Linked DNA regions of Mus musculus: all the other regions are linked to region 2. Evidence: chromatin contacts called from public HiCAR-type and HiChIP or PLAC-seq data. All regions are on one chromosome and are shown on one strand. The core of a region is the stretch at or near the end of the contact, and the rest is flanking DNA. Distances in the headings are between cores, read along the strand shown.

The links. HiCAR-type assays count read pairs that join an accessible place to other places. HiChIP or PLAC-seq counts read pairs in DNA pulled down with a chosen protein or histone mark.
Region 1: an HNF4G HiChIP or PLAC-seq map of pancreatic cancer cells shows a contact between it and region 2. The contact joins the enhancer-like site here to the promoter of Mon1b in region 2. A contact is called at or near these places in 6 of 39 promoter capture datasets (the 3T3-L1 cell line, embryonic stem cells, frontonasal cranial neural crest and 3 more), 15 of 484 Hi-C or Micro-C datasets (the N1E-115 cell line, brain, cardiomyocytes and 9 more) and 11 of 115 datasets of contacts at active chromatin or transcription factors (astrocytes, embryonic fibroblasts, embryonic forebrain and 6 more).
Region 3: a HiCAR-type map of embryonic stem cells shows a contact between it and region 2, with 4 times the contacts expected there. The contact joins the promoter of 4933408N05Rik here to the promoter of Mon1b in region 2. A contact is called at or near these places in 5 of 39 promoter capture datasets (the 3T3-L1 cell line, frontonasal cranial neural crest, liver and 2 more) and 3 of 115 datasets of contacts at active chromatin or transcription factors (embryonic forebrain and embryonic stem cells).
Region 4: a contact with region 2 is called in an H3K27ac HiChIP or PLAC-seq map of embryonic stem cells, with 4 times the contacts expected there. The contact joins the promoter of Vat1l here to the promoter of Mon1b in region 2. A contact is called at or near these places in 1 of 39 promoter capture datasets (hippocampal neurons), 1 of 484 Hi-C or Micro-C datasets (nephron progenitors) and 6 of 115 datasets of contacts at active chromatin or transcription factors (astrocytes, bone marrow-derived macrophages, craniofacial prominence and 2 more).

The regions. Positions count from the first base shown.
Region 1 is chr8:112,974,895-112,977,927 of GRCm38.p6, forward strand. No RefSeq gene overlaps it. Among named protein-coding and RNA genes, the nearest start is that of Gm45904, 54 kb to the left of the region's middle. Within about 2 kb of position 1,662, at least 14 of the 459 cell types and tissues checked have an H3K27ac peak or open chromatin away from gene starts, as enhancers often do. A contact at or near this core is called in embryonic fibroblasts and pancreatic cancer cells, where this site is marked.
Region 2 is chr8:113,634,543-113,637,395 of GRCm38.p6, forward strand. It overlaps Mon1b (MON1 homolog B, secretory traffciking associated), which reads left to right and starts at 1,257. Exons shown (of 5, transcript NM_173015.3): 1 at 1,257-1,727. The coding sequence starts at 1,580.
Region 3 is chr8:114,349,565-114,352,765 of GRCm38.p6, forward strand. 4933408N05Rik (RIKEN cDNA 4933408N05 gene) reads right to left here and starts at 1,914. Exons shown (of 3, transcript NR_045831.2): 1 at 830-1,914. All of the region lies in intron 7 of Vat1l (vesicle amine transport protein 1 like), which reads left to right.
Region 4 is chr8:114,204,256-114,206,998 of GRCm38.p6, forward strand. Vat1l (vesicle amine transport protein 1 like) reads left to right here and starts at 1,385. Exons shown (of 9, transcript NM_173016.3): 1 at 1,385-1,687. The coding sequence starts at 1,461. It overlaps Gm30272 (a long non-coding RNA gene), which reads right to left and starts at 1,379. Exons shown (of 3, transcript XR_388052.4): 1 at 999-1,379; 2 at 487-584.

The DNA.
Region 1 (3,033 bases), core at 412-2,911, 660 kb before region 2:
CATTGAGTGCTGAGTAAGCAAATCTCACACTGATTTAACATTGAAATGATTACTTTTAAACTCAGAACTAGTCTGAACTCAGCCTCCCTGTACATAATACTATATACCCTGTCGGATCTCTTATGATTGGAGTTGTACTTGTCTGTGATAAATCATATACAGTTAGTTTGAGAAGCTTTTTTAGGACATCAGGGATCATAACCAAACATTTAGGTTTTATCTTTCCAGTTGCAAGGTTATATCACATAAGTGTTATTAATGACTCACTGTGTGTGTGTGTGTGTGTGTATGTGTCACTGTATGCCAAGTAAATCTTACTTAAAGCCATTGAAAAATAAACATCTCACTTGAATTATTACTAAACCAATCCTTAGTCTTACTTCTGTTTTAGAAAGATCACCCCAACTTAGCCAGCACTAGGCTTTGACTAATTGCCAACATAGTAAATAGGACCATTTATATGTACAGCATCTGGGAGCCCAACCCATAGGATACTTTCCCACACAACAGATATGGTTTTGAATTCTGGCAAGGGCATCAGACAAGTTAGTCAGGAAGACTTCCAACTTGTAGAATTGTGGTAGGCACCTACCTTTGTTCTGGCTATGTGTATAACTTGCATGCATCAGCCCAGCCCTGGATTTAATATAAACAATCTAAATGAACTGGGATAGGATGCCGAGGTTGAGGTCATTTCCAGATCTGTAATCAGTGCACAGCAGAACCCTTTTGGACCCTCATTTATCTTTCAGTTAGTATAGTGGATCAGTCGATATTTGCAAAGAATTCTGGTCAGGGTCAAACGTCTTCAGGGATCCCTGAGGAGGGAGGAATAAATTACAGGGCCACAGTTACCCTTTCATATAATATCTAAAAGGCCATTATGTGCAAAGATTCTCTCTGAAATCTAATTCTTGCCCCAGCCAAGTCAATTTAGGAAAAGTGGACCTGTAGCAGCCAGCTCTGTAATGCTGCCCAAACAGATAAAAGCTTGTGGTTTTGTGTCTGGCCCAGACTGTGTTTGCTGCCTCTATAGAAACAGATGTTTTCCTGTGTGAAACAGCTACTTGTCCACTGACCAAGCTTGCACAAGCTGATAATGGACATGTATGTCTATAATGTTGGGAGGGGGTGGCTGTTACAATGAATCTTCAGCAAGCAGTGTCTAAGATGGTCTCTGATGATCTTTTCTGCCACGCACAAGCCACTTGTCAACACAGACTGGCGTAGTCATTTGCATCAAAATAAGAAAATATGGCAGAGACCAAAATTGGTTGTCTGCTCTGTAATTACTTGACACAGAACACTAACTTCCATATTAGTAACTGATTCTTTCCCAGCTGGCTATGGCCAAACAATTTTTGTCGTTGGAGAGGTCTCCATCACAAGGAACGGAGGACCACATTTAGCAGCTCTCTAGTAACTTGAGGCTCTCAGCTCAGCATCTGAAAGGGAATGAGATGCAAACAGTGACATCATGAATGAGCTCAAAAGTCTTTGTCTAGGTTAGACATCATGGGAGAATCACAGTATCAGAGGAAAAGTTGATTATAGCCATGTGGGAAGCCCTGGGTGGGGAGAGGGTCCAATTTAGCTGAACCCAGATTCCTAACTCATAAAAACCATAACCGCACAAATGAGTGTTTCTTTAGTCATCAAATGAGTCATTAGTTGTTTGGATGCAGTCTCCAGTTACAGCATGAGCACAAAGGACATGTATTCTGACTGTGTCCTCCACTCAGGTCTTATTTTTTTCTTCGACTTGGAAAATAAACACATTCCCTGAGAAGGTTGTGTTTTGGGGTAAATAGTACAAAATTGTTTCCTAGGTAAGGGTGGAAAAAAAGCATTATGGAATAACCCAGGTCAAGAGCTAAGGTTGGCCCCACCTGATGAAACCATTTAATGTGGCCTGCAACTGTGCATTTAAATTATACCTTTCAAACCAGATGGGATCAAACAAAGATAGGGTTTTGCCCCATGTGAGTTGAGGTATAGAATCTATAGGGAGAAGATAGACTGTGAGTTAAATGGGCAAGGTTAATTCACCATGGTAGTGAGCCACATGGAAAGACTGATACAAACAAGAGCTTTCAGTTCAACTGCAATGTAAGTTGGACCCTTCTGGGACATTGCACCCATTACTTGAGGTTTATAATTAAAAACATATATTTTACAGGATTAGCAATTTTGAAATGCCAGATGAACAGGGAGTAGTCAACTCAGAGGGAAAAATATTTAAAGTTAGTTTGTTTTGGAGAGAGTGGGCGATGAAGACTTTGTGAAGTGAGTTTAAAAAAAATCCAACCAACAGACAAAGATACCTAAGAAAACAAACTTCCCTTTCCAATTCTGTTGGTGTGAATAAGAAATGTCCTCTATAGGGTCTTGTGTTTGTACACTTGGTCCCTGGCTGCTGGAGATGTTTGGAGACGTTATAGAACCTTTAAGAAGTATCTATCTGGAAAAAGTATATCACTAGGGCTGGCTTTAAAGTTGTATAACCAGGCAGGCCTCACTTCTTGTAAGCTTCTTGTTGGCTTCCTGTATGTGCTAGGAATGTGATCAGCTAGGTTCCTGCTCCTGCTTTCATGCCTGCCTGGTGCCATGTCTCCTCCATCCTGATGGACTACACCTCCTATGTAACTATATAAGCTAAAATAAATCCCCTCTTCCCTAACTTGCATTTAGGTTAAGATAGTTTATCATAACAACAACAACAAAAATACTAACACACTATGTACATATATTCTGTGCTTGTCAATTCCCCGAAGAATCATATAATAGTATCAACCAGTTAGTATAAAAATAAATACAGCTTTCCAAAATAAAAGCATAAGTGTTTTGAAGAAGTCTTATTGCTCAGTATGGGTACATCAAAAGTCAGAAACACCAGTCACTCGCTTCATCTCCCATCCTTGGGTTAGTTTTGTATTTACACATAAGTAAATGGAATTTGCAAATTTTAAAGATATTGAGTGTGGAAATTTTTAATCATTTTGCAAAAGGAAAAAAAAACATGGCAAAGTGGAA
Region 2 (2,853 bases), core at 7-2,506:
CACAAACTGCGAGGCTTCAAGCAGTCTCAAAGACCAATGTACAGAAAGACCTAAAAAACGGACCTGGACGTCCAGAACAGGGATATTCACACCCTCATTCTAAACCTAAAGGCAATGGCAGGTGCTGGAGCAGCACTGTAATCTACTCTGACTTGGGTTTAGGGCCAGATAGAGGGTGAGGGAGGAGGATCGCGAGTTTAAGGCCAGCCTGGGTTATTAGGAGCCTGTGACTCAAAACCAAAATGAACAACACTTAGTTTGGAGCGACTTCTGGCCGCCTAGATACACCTATCCCCGCTCCACAGCCTTAAGGAAGAGAGCATCTAGGTGCTTCTGTTCACAAGATTCCTCACTGCTGTTGCTGCCCCTGGCCCATCATACATAGTAGCCAATGGTGATACCCGGAGGTAGGTGCGGCAGAATTCTCAGCCAACCAGAACGCAGCGGTCCCTGACAACCACACCCCCCACTCCGCTATTGGATTAGGCTGCCGATCTGGTTGGCTCGGCCCACAGAACCTCTCCTTGCTAGTGGGGTGCGCTCGTGTTGCCCGCACACACTAGCCCTAAGCAGCTTGCTTTTGTTTCCGTAAGCTCCCCTCGCAGGCTGGCGGAGTCCAGAATCCCAAGAGTCAGTCCCACCAGCAGAGCCCGCCTCTTGCTTCAGCATCCGAGTCCCATAGGCTGACTGGGCTGCGGGCGACGTTCCGATTGGAAAGAGAGCTGTCCGTCAAGCATACGCTCCGCCCTGCCCCTATAATTGAATAAAAGAGCGTGAAGTTGTCTCAATACTGGGGACGCGAGTTCATTGGTTCGGCATTCTCTCATTCCAGCAAAGACCGGAACAGGAGTGAGGTTTCGGTTAGAAACAGGGAGATGTCAGTCAAGGGATGAGCAGTGGCTTTCGCCAATTAGCGCACACTATCTGCGGAGGCTCCACCAGAATGGGGCGGGACATAAGGGAGAGCCTACTCTTGATTGGGTGAGAGGGACTAGGTCCCGCCCCCTCGACCTAGTAGATTTCCAGGCCGCGCCCCCTTCAGCCGGTAGCCCTTGGTACGCGAAGTGGGCCGGTCTGGCCCCACTTCACAGCCGATCCTGGCTGCGTCCGGTGGAAGGACGCGCAGATTCCACAGAGTTCCGGGAGAGTCCCGCGCTATCCTTACGGTGAGGGAACGCAGCGTGTGGCTGCCATTGGCACTCCGGGGAGTCAATACGGCCGTGAAACCGGAAGTGTCCCGGGGAGGCGTCGCTTCCGGAAGTGTGGCAAGTCCCCACCACACCAGGAAGTGTGGTGCGGCAGCGGCTCCTCAAAGTGTTGCTGTCCACCCAGTTGAGATAAGAGGTTGAAACAGGTGTTGATGTACCGTGTTGGCAGAAGCCCAGCGGAGCGTCACCCATCCGAAAGTGCCGGAGGGTGCAAGTATTTGGTCATGGTTTTGAATGTCGCGTCCTGTCGAAAACCGTAGGGGAAACCGCACTAGGAATGTATCCGGGGGGTCTGGCTCCCTGAAGGCTTGTAAGAAGTTTTCTGTTGCTGCCCATCACCCTCGATTCCCCTTCTCTCCAGGGATGTGCAGATGGAGGCCGGAGGAGATAATGCTGTCCCAGCCCCCGGGGGCGTGGAGGACTTGGTGGACACGCAGTTCCCCAGAGAGGAGGCTGGAGACAGTGAAAGGGTTCACGCAAGCACGCTGGATCCCGGAGATGGGGACCCGGAGGACACAGGTATAGCTTCCCTCAATAAAGCCTTGGAAGCAAACCCCCAGGGCTTGTCATTGCTAGCTGAGCGGGAAGAGATCAGTGGGAGACCAGTGGGCAGTCTTTGGGAACCCAAGAAAGTAGCTTGAGGCATAGCTCTCAGTCAGTCGTTGGACACAGACTTGCTGACTTAATTGAAATCGTTGAGAAATGACATAGAAGCCAATGGGTGTCAGCTGTTGTCCGGAAGGGGCAGCATTGTGCCTCTACAAATGTATTCTATGGTGGGTGGTGGTGGTGGTGGTGGTGGTGGTGGTGGTGATAGTGTCAAGGCTAGGAAGATGGACTGTGCTGGTTTGCCCGGAACAGTCCCATTTTAACAATGGTGTTCTCACATCCTGGGACACCCTTCTGTTGCAAGGAAATTAGAATGTACTTGACCTGAGTGTACCACCTTAAAGAAACAAAGGGGGCATAGTTGGGTCCCAAAAGGGTTGTCTTGATGGGAGTTCCTTGATGGGAATTGAGACGTGTTGCTTGGGTATTTGGGAACATGGGAATATCGGTACGCAATTAAGAACATAGGAAAACACTTGAGGGTGAAAAAATCAGATGGGGTTGCAAATGGATGATTGTCCTTGGGTGAGTCAGTAGACATCAGAGGCGGTGGGAAGAAAGCAAGGGGCTTCATTATGGGATTTAAAGTGATAACTCTGGGCGGAAAACTGTGGGAACCGTGAAAACCTTGTGGGTTAGTGATTGTTAATGGTGGCCATTGGTGGAGTGGGGGCCCAGACCTGGAGGAAAATAAGAACTGTCATGTAAAGGTTATTGAAGACTAAGGTGTCTGGGATGCTCATGGATGCTCTTATGTGTTTGCTTGGGTGTTAATGTAGCAGCAGAGGGAATTGGGGGGGGGGGGTGGCTGAAGGCTAGGAGTCCTGTCGATCTGGGTGTCAGTGGCGGCTGTCATGGGAAAAATAAGGACCACCACTGGGAGTCTGGTTAGCCTGGAGAGTCACCGGGCATCAGCAGGCATCAGTGGATGTGGGTGCGGGTAGAAAAGGGTTAGGGGAGTCAGTGGGGGCACTTTAATGGTGGTCACCGGGGGGTAAGTACACGTGAGAGGGATAAAGAAGGCGTCAGAGGAGTT
Region 3 (3,201 bases), core at 664-3,163, 720 kb after region 2:
TGTCAATTCTCAATCTTACAGCACAAGCCATTGCTGTTCTATTCAGGAATTTTGATATCTCCCTGTCTTAATCTTCTGGGATTAATTCATAGCCACTATGCCTCAAGATCTCCATGCTAAGATCCAGGTCAGAAACTTGTATCTCCCAGCCTCCAGGTTAGGCTCACTGGTGAGGCTTCCAATTCTGGATTGTAGTTCATTCCAGATGTAGATGGTAGACAACCAGGAATAGCCACTACAGACGCCAAAGCAGACGTCCTGGGGGAATTCATTCAGCTTCCCACCTGATCCATGGATAGAGCCCCTCTTCAATTAACCTCCCCCATCCTGTATACTCTGGCACCCCAGAGATGTCCCCCACCCCCAAAGACCATGTGCAGTTAGGGCAGGATTACATGCAGATGCTGAGAAGGGCATCTGGAATCTCAGGTGGTGGCCCAAAGCCCCCCCTTCTCTGAGGGAATGATGGTCTCTTGCAAGCAGGCACAAGCAATTCAATGAAGGCAGCGCCTGCTTTGCTCAGAGGCCAGTATTCTACAATAGGGGTGGGGGTGAAGACCTGACCTCTACAAAATAGAGGTGGTGAAAGAAAATGGCAAGGCTGGATAAGAATGGAGTATGACAAAATCGATGTAGAAAATATCAGAATAAAAGCAGTTCTTTGTGTGTGAAAGATAGTCAAAAACTGAAAATACATCTTATAAAGAAGTGATTTTTAAAAAAAAAAATATTAAAGCCAGGTGTCTTAGTCAGAGTTCTGCCACTGTGGAGAGAAACCATGACCACGGCAACTCTTATGAAGGAAAGCACTTAAATGGGGCCTGCTTACAGTTTCAGAGGTGTAGTCCATTGTGGTCATAGGAGGTAGCGTGGTGACATATAAGCAGCCGTGGTGCTAGAGAAGACCCTCAGAGTTCTACAGCCAGATCCACAGGCAGTAGGAAGAAAAAGATGCTGGGCCTAACTTGGGTCCTTGAGCCCTCAGAACCTACCTCCATTGACACACTTCCTCCAACATCTCCTAATCCTTTCAAATGGTGGCATGCCCTGGTGACCAGGTTTTAAAATCCACAAGTCGGGGGGGGGGGGCATTCCTATTCAAACCACCACACCAGGCACTCAATAATGCAAGTACAATGTCAGTTTGAGCAACACAGAACCCTGTTACACAGACACATCTCGCACACACACACACAAGAGCACTTTCCCCCAAGAACCTTTGTCTCTATACTTTCTGAAAACATAGACCATATATATATATGTATATATATATGTATATATATATGTATATATATATATATGTATATATATGTGTATATATATGTATATATATACATATATATGTGTGTGTATGTATGTGTGTGTATATATACATATATATGTATGTATATATACATATACATATACATATACATATACATATACATATACATATACGCCCTCAGAGGCAGCCGCTGGAGCCGGAGCTGGAGCTAGTTGTTAGCTACTGGATGCTGGAGTGAGGAACCAAATTCAGATGCTTTGCAAATTCAGCAAGCACTCTTCATTGCTAAGCAATCTCTCTAGGCCCCACAAACAGCTGTTAACACTGCTTAGAGTAGCTAAGGCTCGCTTCTTATTAATCTGGAGGAATTGCTGCCTGACTTCCTAACAATTCCTACCAAACTCTTGGCTGTGCGAAATTTCCCAAACCTGTTCTCTTCCTCGTGGCTCTAGAGGGCCACCAGCTCTATTATCCACCAGCCACGCTTTTACACGAAGTCTGCTCTGACCACCTATGAATCCCAGTTTAGGACCAGTGTTCAATCTGACAAGGCTCTGCCAACACATCGCCCAGTTGCTGGAAGACAGTGTCTCCTTCGACTGTACCCTTGGATTCCCTATATATTAAGGTTTGTTTGGTCTTGATACCATGGCAACATAGAACCCAGGCTAATAGATATTCCTCGGTGGTTAAAAGAAAAAATAACTGATAGGCAAGCAGAAAAGATGCAAAGGAAACCTTTTCTTTTCTTTTCTTTTCTTTTTTTTTTTTTAAGGGTTGGAACTTTCCCGTTTCCCCTTCATGTCCCTGCCAATGGTCAGGGATAATTAAAAATTAGACCTTGGAGTCACACAGATGCTGACAAGGGCAACATAAGGCTGATGAGACCATCTGTTTCCAGCACTAATGGAAACAAATGGCAATAAACCAAATTACTCAGATTTCATCTCTCCCTGACAGGCTCTTCCAAAACACAGATCACTGTGCAGAATCCTTTCCACCACTTGGGGGAATTGTCTGACTACCCAAAATGATCCTAAAGACAGGGTCTAGTTGTACACCTCAGATCTTGTCAGCTCCTCCCCTCAAGCATCCCTCACTTCCTGTCCTCACTGGACTCCGAATTTCTTCACCTGTCAACATTGCCCTCAGGAAAGTCTTCCTGATTCCCTCACCGCACCTCACTACTCCTCACAGAGCCGCCCCTGCATGCTTCAACGGTGCCCCCCACCCCCTCCAGGAAGCAAGGCGCCACCCCCACTCCCATTTCCCTGACTGAGCCACCTACTCCTCTTCAGAACTCAGGTCTGACCGTACACAGCTTCTCTTCCGGAAACGCCTCTCCACTCCTGAAACCCCAGCGCGGAACGCCACTTTTCTCCAAATTGAGTCATTTCCTCCCCTGGGCTCCCACGCCTCTTCACTCATTCTGAGAACGTAGCTCTTCCCACACTCTCTGGGAATTGACTGTCTCGTTGGCCCCCTCCCTCCTCTCCCAGCCTGTAGGCTTTTCCAGGGTATGCTGCTGTTGCAAGCATTCATCTGTGCTTGCTGCCTGGCAGAGAGCTGGTTGAAGTTTATACCTTGGCCAAGGTGGACTGGTTGACGGAAAAGGCACATCTTTCTCTGGGGAGATGGGAATAACACATCTCTAAGCCTTGGCTGTGTAAGGAGCCCAAATCCTTTATAACATCATCATCACAATCTGACAGCGTGGATAAGAACTTGGGTACTCAAGTCCTTGTTATAGTCGTTGCTTGGGAAGAATGACCGAAGCTCACATTTTATAAACCTTTTGGAATGTTTAAATCACATTCAAAAGCATCAGTAATGGAATATTGATACCCTTGTTCCCACAGTGATGAACACTTATGCCTCCTTCCTTTACAGTCCCTAGTAGTTAAGATAAGTCTCAGGTATTGATATTAATCTGTATG
Region 4 (2,743 bases), core at 135-2,634, 570 kb after region 2:
TCCTGAGATCACTGTGTCCTGATAGCCTCTCTCACTGGGACCGAGATCTTCACCATCTCTGAGAGCTCAAGGATGGGAGCTGCCTAAACTGACACAGGCACCTGAGCTGAGAAATTGGATCTCTTACACCGCACAAGGCAACTCCTATCTCGCCTTTTAAGATAGCACAAATGACCTTTTTTTAAGAATCAGAATTTATTATGTGATGGATATGATTGGATTGCATCTGTAGTTTTGTTATTTTTTTATTTTATTTTTGGAGAAAGGGTCTCACTATGTAGAGCTGGCCACCCTGGAACTCACTATGTAGACCAGTCTATCCTCAGATTCATGAGAAATTCATCTGCCTCCTGGTTGCTGGAATTCTGAAATTAAAGGCGTTGCGCGCACGCGCGTACACACACACATACACACACATACACACGCACGCACGCGCCCAGCAATTTTAAATTCTTGTTTAGGTTTTTTAAGACAGGGTCGCCCTACCTCAGCTTCCATACTACAGATGTGTCACCAAACACTGCTGGGGAAAGTACTCGTTTTTTTTGTTGTTGTTGTTGTTGTTGTTGTTGTTTTTCTGTAACCTTGCAAAACAAAAGGCAGGTGTGGGGAGGGGAGGGGGGAGGGAGGAGGGAGGGGGGAGAAAGGGAGAGAGAGAAAGAGGGAGAGAGAGAGAGAGAGAGGAGAGAGAGAGAGAATTTGGTCCTCTGGAGGTCCTAGCAGGAAACAGGCTTGTTCTGGGAGCCTCTTTCCTAGAAAAAAAAGCATGGGTACTGAGAACTAACTGTCATAAGGAAGCCACAGAAGTCCAGAAACAGCATCCCTAGTGACAGGGGTGGGGGTGGGGGGTGGCGTCCAGATGGAAAAGACTGGACCTGGCTCTTTGGAGCCTTACTTGGGATGTATCTTTAACTTCCCGCACCTCCCTGCCGCTCCACTCAGAACCAGCAGATGGGAAACAGCCCAATTTCCCAGCTATCCCTCCCATCCCTGCCTACCCGCGGGAGAAGAGGCAACCTTGTCTCTCGCAGCATCCTCCAGGCCCAGACATTCGTCTCTGTCCATTTCAAGGCGCCAGAGTCTGTGCCGTATATACCCAAGTATTTGCCCATTGTAGGGGTTGGAGTAGCCATCCGGCCTCTTCTTCTGTGTTTGTATTCAAGAGTCTTGGGGAAATCTGTTTTTAGTGTTGAGACAAATAGCCTGACTTAGTACTAGCACAAAAGGTGGACTTGAGATTTGTTTTGGAGTAAGTAGGAGGAAATGTGAGGGAGGGGGTGGGGCGCTAGGGCGCGGCTCCTCTAAGGATTACGGCGGAGGCGGTGGACCGCGGCTCCGCTCACAGAGGTTGCAGCCATTGCACTGAAGAGCATCCCACATTCAACAGGAGGAACCCGCGGGAGAGCAGACCCGACCCCTTCACAACCGCAGCCTGTGCGCCCCGCGGCCCCTCGAGCGCCATGGCTAAGGAAGGCGTAGAGAAAGCGGAGGAGACCGAACAAATGATTGAGAAGGAGACCAGCAAGGAACCTGCTGAGGGCGGCGACGGCTCCCACCGCCTCGGGGATGCCCAGGAGATGCGCGCTGTGGTGCTGGCCGGCTTCGGCGGACTCAACAAGCTGAGGCTCTCTAGAAAGGCCATGCCGGAGCCACAGGACGGCGAGCTCAAGATCCGCGTCAAAGCCTGGTCCAGTATCCACGACTTTTTGGTTTTTCTCTCTTTCCGCGCTGGGCGCACCGGCAGTGGGTGGGAGAGCCTAGATTGGGGATGCTGCCCCAGGTACCCAGCACCCACAGTCAGCGAGCACCCTCTCTGCATTCACACTTGGCTCTCAGAACCTCCCGGGTAGCCCAAGCCACTGGAGCCTGGGGAGGATGCTCAGAGGTGGTCCTTCTCCCCACACCAGATGTAGGGTGACAGGAAGGATAGTGGTGCCTAGGACTTGAGGTCTGGAAAATTGCCTTGTGCCCCTCTTGTAGGACAACTCAGCTCCTAACACTGGGAGGGACGTAAGGGTGGGACTTGATCGTTAGCATGGTTAAAAAAAATAACAATCGCCGTGTATATACACGTAGTTCCTGGTGCTAGTTTGTTTTCTTTCTTTCTTTCTTTCTTTCTTTCTTTCTTTCTTTCTTTCTTTCTTTCTTTCTTTCTGGAGTTTTACATATACGATCCCGTTTAATACTTCCTGAGACCCAGTAAGTCAGGTGCCCAGCTTTAGAGGTGAGAAAAACAGTGGATGGGGGAAAATAAATGATCTGCCAAGATCGCTGAGCTGCCAGTAAGTGGTGTGGCTGCCACTTGACACTTGATCTCCCTTTTCACCTCTCTGCGTCCAAATGGGGCTGAAGGCAGGGTGCATGCCCTTGTGTATCTCCTTCCCAGTACTTACTGTGAGAGAAGGAACTGAGAATCAAGAGGGTTAAATCCTCGGCCTCTAAGCTGGGTGAAAGGTGAGACCAGGGATGCAGCCTTCTCTCCCCCACTGCATCTTCTGCTTTCCTCCTGGCTGGGAAAGCCCCATCCTATTCCTTAGGAACGAACTCCTGTGGTGGCCGCAGAAGGAGCCCACACTCTAAGAGGTCCGCTATTCTCCTGGGGAAACTTGCCAGTGCCTAGAACAGCAGAGATTTCCCCAGTAGTGTGTAAGTGAGAAAGCTTGTCTCTGCCTGGGGAGGCACTGCACTCCCATGTCCCTGAAGTCTAGTGGGGTGCAGACTGATAGAGCTGCTCGCTGGACCC